Regions from separate parts of the Hordeum vulgare genome. Here region 2 is linked to region 1. Evidence: chromatin contacts called from public Hi-C data. All regions are on one chromosome and are shown on one strand. Each heading gives the region's core, a stretch centred on a gene start, on an enhancer-like site or on the middle of the called end of the contact. The rest is flanking DNA. Distances are from core to core; before and after follow the strand shown. Region 1 holds the start of LOC123446270 (serine/threonine-protein kinase Nek4-like). Region 2 holds the start of LOC123446287 (histone deacetylase 8).

Region 1 (3,684 bases), core at 303-2,802:
AAATGATGTGATCACTTAACCACTACATTATGTGTGAAATACTATTATAAAAACCAACACCAAGATATAATTTTAGAACACCTTCATGTAAAATATAAGTTCAAGGATGCATTCTTAGAGCATCTATAACCATAAATAACTAATTCCATCCCTCAAATGTTCATGAACGCGTTCGACCGATCACCTCCTAAAATTTCAGTTACACACAACCGGTACCTTACTTTGCAAAGCTAAATCTATATGACCACATCCACTATAAACTAAGTCTATGATCATCCACGGCTGCTACATCAACATGTCATCTATGAAAAAATGTCATGTTCTACATACATGGTAAGTTATGGACGAAGATCATCCACGATATCCTTCCCCTTTCCGTTGCCCTTGGCGTCTTTTTCACGGAAGTAGCGCTCGAACACACAAAATGGATCAAGCCAGATTTGCTCATTGTCAAAGTTGTTCGACCCGTCGTTGTCCTCCTTTTCCTCTATGAGGGGTAGTTCGGCCATGACACATACCGCCCAACTTTGCTTTCACGGGAGGGTGCTCGTGTTCGTTCTGTGCTGCTTCTGGAGGACGCGAGCACAGACGACTTCCTCGTCCAAGACAACACGGGATGCCGCATCCGCCACCTCCGCCTCGCCATGTTAGCAGCGATGCATGTCTCGGCCTCCCGCACCCTCTACTTCACACGACGATCACTCCAGTCTCTCTAACACTTATACTCCTCCACAACAAAGATGGGGTGGCAGATGGACCTCGAGTCTTCAGCTCCGGCTGATTCGAGCTCCAATTGCATTGGCGCAATTGATTCATGCCGGATCAAATTCGACCTTGGTCGGGTGCACCCCTCCTAGGAATGGAGGACGACCATGCAGATGATCATAACCACCCCATCCACGTATGGGACGATGCCCTGGTCGACGGACCGGGAGTGGTCAAAGTCAGATCTGCCGTAGTTCATGCCGGAGAAGTTCAAAGATCGTCGAAAGGGAGCTTGGGGTTGGAGTGTAGTGAAATTCATAGAGTTTGGTCTAGAATGCGGACGAAGTGGAATATATATGGGGTCGGGGCGACCTAGCGTGGGATGGATCCGACGTGGCGGACGTGATTTTCCATTTTCGCTTTAGATTTGGGTTAGATATAATGGATGCGGGTCAATCCGAACGTACACGATCAAGTTTGAGGCATCGAAATTTTGTGACCGGGTCGTCCGTAAAGGAGGGTTTGGGAAGCTCAGGTGTACGTAGATGCTCTTATCCAATGCAGTTTTTTCTCTCACCGGTCACCATAATACTATATCTTATCTGCATTTTGTTTTACCATCCTTTTGGTTATATTGACCGGGGTCCATTTGATGGTTTTCCGTTATTTATGAATTCATACCATTTTTTCTTCATCCCCAACACAAAAGGTCTTGTCAGGACAGTACTTAGTGGAAGATACACTTGCAAGCTGCAACATCCCTTTTGAGCCACTAGGCATCTCCCCCGCTTAATTTAATTCCCCTGATTAGCTTTTTAACCCCAACCCCGTCGGGCCATCGCCACCACCGGCTGTTGCGGTGATGCCGCGTATATAAGCCACCGGGCGAACTCCTCCGCCATCAAGGAACGCCGTTACGCCGCATCAAAGCCTCCACCAAAAAATTCCACGGCCCGAAGCGACGAGTCTGCGAGTGTGCCCCCTCCCGAAGCCGCAGCGCACGAGCTCCAGCCAGCGAGGCCGAGGCGGGAGATCTCCTCCACTGCCGCCCGCCGAGGCCTCCCGGAGAGAGGCGCCGCCGCCCGCCGGCCAATGCAGGTAAGCACCCCCCCTGCCTCGGCCGGCCCCGTCGCGCGCGGTTGGTGGAAGCGCCGTTCCGCGTGATCCGCAAGTTTGCTGCCACTGTTCTGGATAGCCGACGCCCCCCCCCCCCCTCTCTCTCTCTCTCTCCCTCTCTCCGCCGTGCGCATGCGCAAGTAGTTCATCGGTCGCCGTCTGGTGCTAATCTCTCCCCCTTTGTTGTTCAAATAGTGGTTCTCCTAGTCTCCTTTCTAAGAAAAGGCAGCGAGTACTTGCACTTCAGGATGCCGCGGGATTTGATTGGGCGGGCACGTGACGCTTTGGTTAAAGTTGTTTGGCTTATGCACTTGTCTCGCTGCCTTTCGCAGGACCTGGCCCTGGCCCTGGCGAGGATAGGATGTGCAGGCGTTTGAGCTGCGGCATGGGCAGGGCAGGAGGAGGAATCTGATCGATCCCTCACTGCAGGCGGCCTGCTGCCGGGACGCTGTGGCTGTCTCCCGTTACGGAGCGGGGACGCGTGATGGAGTCTCGGATGGACCAGTACGAGATCATGGAGCAGATTGGGCGCGGTGCCTTCGGCGCCGCCATCCTTGTGAATCACAAGATCGAGAAGAAGAAGTAGGATACACTTTCTTTTTACTATTTCCCACTTCGAAAGTTCGAAGCATAGATTCTGTCTTCGTCCATCGAATGCAGGTGACAGCAACAGCGTGTTTGGTTGCAGGTATGTGCTGAAGAAAATCCGTCTTGCCAGGCAGACGGAGCGCTGCCGCAAGTCTGCTCATCAAGAGGTTTGTCAAGTCCTCGGTCTTTGTTTCTTGATCCGTTGGTGCTATTCTGGGAAGCTGATTAAGTTAAGTGGGAAGTAAATTGCAGATGGCTCTGATCGCTCGGCTACAGCATCCTTACATTGTTGAATTCAAAGAGGCCTGGGTTGAGAAGGTCTGTCTTTTTTTTGCTTTTCTTTACTTCGTTTTGCTTTCCTAGCTGGGTTTGAAATTTCAGTTGAATTTACTTACTGACGAGGAGAGTTATGCAGGGTTGCTATGTCTGCATCATCACGGGCTACTGTGAAGGGGGAGATGTGTGAGTGTTAGTTGGTGCTTTCGAGTTCAGTTTCTTGTTTCCATGACTTTTAAATTGTATTGTGTTTTATTTGGTTCTTTAATTGACCACAGTGATGAGCTAATGAAGAAATCAAATGGCACTTACTTTCCCGAGGAGGTATGAGATAATTTATCTCTATTGTTCGTCTGACCGAAGCAGAAATATAGGGATCTGAGATCGAGCTTATAATACTGATTGATCACTAATTGTTACCCAGAAATTGCTCAAATGGTTTGCACAATTGGTATTAGCTGTTGACTACTTGCATTCGAACTACGTGTTACACCGTGATCTGAAGGTAAGCAACAATGGATATAGTCACCTTCTGTTACTTTATACTAGCCTAGTATCATTGACAATTGTTCTTCCTCATAATTGCAGTGCTCCAACATATTTCTCACCAAAGATCATGATATACGTCTTGGTCAGTTCCTGATAACAAATACAGTACTACAACCTTTCGTAATATTTTGTGAAACTTAACTTCTTTAACCTTTTGTAATATCAATTCACAATTCATTTGTTTGAATGCAGGAGACTTTGGCCTAGCCAAGACTCTAAAAGAAGACGATCTAACCTCTTCAGTATGATCTTTTTTCCTATTTCCTCCTGTTGATCTCTGTGTAAAAGATTTGCATTTACCATAGGCTTTCCCATTTCTTAGAAGGGCGTTTCATTTATTGAGCTTAATGCCATGATGTTTGTCAACGTATATACCTCATGATCATTGTCGAGAAGATAAAGGGACAAATATTTTTTGTGCATAGACTTTACCGGATACTAATGCTATCA
Region 2 (3,684 bases), core at 500-2,999, 170 kb before region 1:
TATATAGTATTTCACACATAACATGCTAAATATTATCTTATGTTTAGTACTCCTACATAACTTCCGCTCCACAATATAGGTAGCGATAAGGAAACTAGATAATAAACATACATCAGGTAAATGTGAATCTATTGTCACCCTTGGTATGAAGTTTATGTATTCCCACAGTCACTATATTATACAAGATGAAGTAGGGGAACTGAGCCTAGCTCCCACCAATGTTCGAGTTCTCCTATGCTCGAATTTGGGTGCCTATCTCTTGTATCAACAGAAGACCACTTAGTTCCTAATAGGAAATCTAGCTGTTTTCCTCAAAACAAGGAATGTTTACCTACTTGTTTTTTACATGGCAATATATTAGTACTATTGCTCGAGCATGACTGCATGTTCTCGGAAAAAAAATTAGAATATGCAACTGCACATGATTTAGCAAGATTGATAAATAGAACATGTGGTGAACTAAGGAGAACAAGTAGGCAAACTCAACTCACCATGCTAGAATCTTGACCAATGACAAAAACCAAAAGCTGAGGTTGAAACTTGTCAATCGCCGGGACGACCAATTCATTCATTGCATATTCATACCCTAGATCCCCACTACCATTAGGCAAAGGTATATTGAGATTGTACCCAAGCCCCCTGCCTTCCCCAATCTCATCAGACGAGCCACTCTGCGGATGCGATGGACCCCAAGAGCCATGGTTCATGTGAAGAGAGATTGTCAACACGTTGTCCATGCGATAGAATCCCTCTGCAGCGCCATTCCCATAGTGCACATCAATATCAACAATGGCTACCTTTGCGCGGCCAGAATGCAGAGCCAGATGCACAGCAAGCCCGGCATTGTTCAGAAAGCAGTAACCATCGGCATGGTCCGGTTGTGCATGATGGCCGGGGGGACGGACCAATGCATAGGCTATCTTCCCATGCCCATCTAGTATGTGCCTCATAGCTGATAAGGTTGTTCCAGCAGCCAGAAGCGCAGCACCCCATGAGCCGGGGTTCAAGAAAGTTCCCTCACACAACTTCTTGCCTCCACTGGCGTTCGCCTGAACGAGCTCGTCAATGTATTCTGAAGAACACAAAAGGATTAGGCGAATGTTCAGAATACAGGAAGTTCGCTGTAATTTTACAAGAACTGATTTATTTCCCAAATGAACATGAACATGAACATGGTTTCTACTACTAACAAATTACAAATTGCAGTTTTTTGTCGGCGCAGACGCCATATACATGTGCTACACTGCAAGTCGAGGTGATTAAAATAAGGTAAAAAATGATTGGCAGGTTGGTGAGAGCTTTGGTACTCGAGGTTAGTTGACTTTGCGAGCAGATTTGGGGGCAGACCTGGGGAGTGGAAGGAGAGGAGCTCGCTGGCGTGGGCGGGGACGCCGGAGTGCCAGGAGAGGAAGGGCGCGATGGGCCCGCGGCGGAGGATGGAGACCATGTTGCGGACGCGGTCGGCGTTCTCCGGGTGGTGGTCGAGCACGTCGAGGAAGCCCGGGTCGCGGCCCGAGTCGAACAGGCCGCGGCCGGCGTCGTGGGCCAGCATGCCCTCGTGCCAGAACACCGCCAGATTCTCCGCCGCCGGAGGCGCCCCCTCCGCCGCCACCGAGGAGGAAGAGGAGTCCATCGTCGCCGGCCGCCGGAGTTCTCTGTGGTGGTTCGTGATGTCTAAACGTCTGTTGACTGAAGCTGGACTCTGAGTGCGAGCAGAGAGAGAGAGAGAGACGGGGACGCAATTTGCCTATTGCGTGCGCGTGGAGGCCTTGTAGGCCTAAAATGTACTGGGCTTCAAATGTGTAAACTTTGCAGTTGTTCGTGGGCTTCTGCCACCGAACAAGTGAATTAAATGTTGTCACCGAACGCTCAATTTGCTCCAATTTCTTGTAAATGCTAGTACAATCCATTCACTAAATTTGTTCAACACGCTCAGTTTTGTACAAACATGCTGAATGCACGCAATTGTCTCCAAAAAAATCTGAATGCACACAAAGTGACGGTGTGCGGTATGCCGAGTCATTGTTTTTTTTTTTCAAATTCTAATTAGTGCAGTTGTGCCAGATTGTGGACTCGGACGCACACGTCTCCGCACCGTTCGATTAAAATCGAACCGTCTTGGCGTAGCGGCGCACGGTTGGCCAGGGTCGTCGGTGGCCGCGTCAGGTGTCCCCTGGTCGGGTCCCTCCACCGTCATACATTCTCCCATTTCGAATCCTCCTCCATCCCTCTCCCCTTCCCCTTCCTCCCCTTCCTTTCCTTCCACCGGCAAAATCCTGAGCCCCTCTATCAACCAAATCCAAATCCCCCAAACCAGGAGAGAGGCGGTGGCGAGGCGGCGGTGTGGCGGCGATTCGTGGCCCTTTGTGCTGCCGGATGTGCATCTGGAGGCGACCAACTGTCGTGCGGTGACGGAGGAGAAGAGGAGCGCCGCAGCAACAACCGCACCAGCAACAACAGTATCGCGGGAGAGGAGGAACTGGCCGCACGTACGCCATCCCTGACTTCCATTGCGGCGACGAGGGGAGGTGCTACCACCCTAGCAAACACCACCGTGTCGTTGCTGTGGAAGTAGGAGTCGGCGGCGGAACATCAGCAGTCCCTAGACACGGCAGAGAAGAACAACAACCGAGGACTTCGCCGGAGAGTACATTCGCTGCAAGCTCCCCTTGATGAGTTTATCCACTCTGTTTCAGATCTGTTCTGTTCTCTGTTTTTGGCACATGTACTGTTATCCTTGGGGTCCTTCTAGTGCATGTGTACTGCTATACTAGGTGGTTCTTCTAGTGCATGTATGGACGACTTGAGTTAGGGTTTGAATGCCTTGAATGCATGCCAGCTCCTGCGAGGGTTCATGATTGCTGAGTCCTAGATCATGCAACATTGGCTATGATTTGCTGAGTTAGGGTTGTTGGTTTGCTGAGTAGGTTGTGGGTTGTGGGGTGTGTGATTTGCTGAGTTAGGGTTGTTGGATTTGTAGATCACACAAGTCCATTTTTGTTGCTCCATTTTTGTGTTTGAGTTGCCCAACAACAGCACATGAGATTTTGTATCTCGGGCAGGGTTTGGGACTCTTCTACATGAAAAGGTGTTCAAGTCCAGTGATGTAGGGAAGGGAGGGGGGTAATTTGCACTGAGTCCTCCATTGTTGGTTGTTGGTGTTCATTGTTGTCAGGTGACTGAAGATGGGAAGGCCACAGAGATGTTTTTTTTGGTAGTGATGTTTTGGCTTTTGTTGTTGATGCAGTTATATCAGTTGTTAATGGCTCTTCAGTAGGACAATAGTGTTGCAATGTAGCTTATTGATATTTGTTTAGTTTGGTAGTAGGCATTTGGTTTTTATTCAGTATGCAGTAGTGTTTGCATATGTAGCTTGTTGATTTTTGTTTAGTAGGCAATAGTTTTGTATTGTAGTAGTTATCACCCTCATCTGTTTTGTTGATGCTAATTAGTTTGCTTGTTGGTTATTTGTCACCCATCTTTACAGTACAGTTGTTGTTCATTTAGTTTTTGTTGCCTATCAGTCATAGGTTTTAGGTTCACATAGGTAGTATAGATGTTACATTGGAACTGATGTGTCCAAAAATGAATGGTTAACTGCGTTTTTAGGGGTTGTTTTCTGCTAGTTTCTGTTTGTTGCTGCTTATTTGTGTTTTATCATGTGTTGCCTAGGTTTTATATTTT

What was found. Hi-C and Micro-C count contacts between places; a contact is called where the count stands out from the background.
Region 2: a Hi-C map of seedling shows a contact between it and region 1, with 4 times the contacts expected there. The contact joins the promoter of LOC123446287 here to the promoter of LOC123446270 in region 1. A contact is called at or near these places in 1 of 6 Hi-C or Micro-C datasets (seedling) and 1 of 1 datasets of contacts at active chromatin or transcription factors (embryo).

The regions. Positions count from the first base shown.
Region 1 is chr1H:470,831,366-470,835,049 of MorexV3_pseudomolecules_assembly, reverse strand. LOC123446270 (serine/threonine-protein kinase Nek4-like) reads left to right here and starts at 1,552. Exons shown (of 15, transcript XM_045122947.1): 1 at 1,552-1,803; 2 at 2,154-2,403; 3 at 2,510-2,576; 4 at 2,662-2,727; 5 at 2,825-2,871; 6 at 2,964-3,009; 7 at 3,110-3,190; 8 at 3,274-3,316; 9 at 3,427-3,476. The coding sequence starts at 2,306.
Region 2 is chr1H:470,997,480-471,001,163 of MorexV3_pseudomolecules_assembly, reverse strand. LOC123446287 (histone deacetylase 8) reads right to left here and starts at 1,749. Exons shown (of 3, transcript XM_045122965.1): 1 at 1,348-1,749; 2 at 492-1,072. The coding sequence starts at 1,633.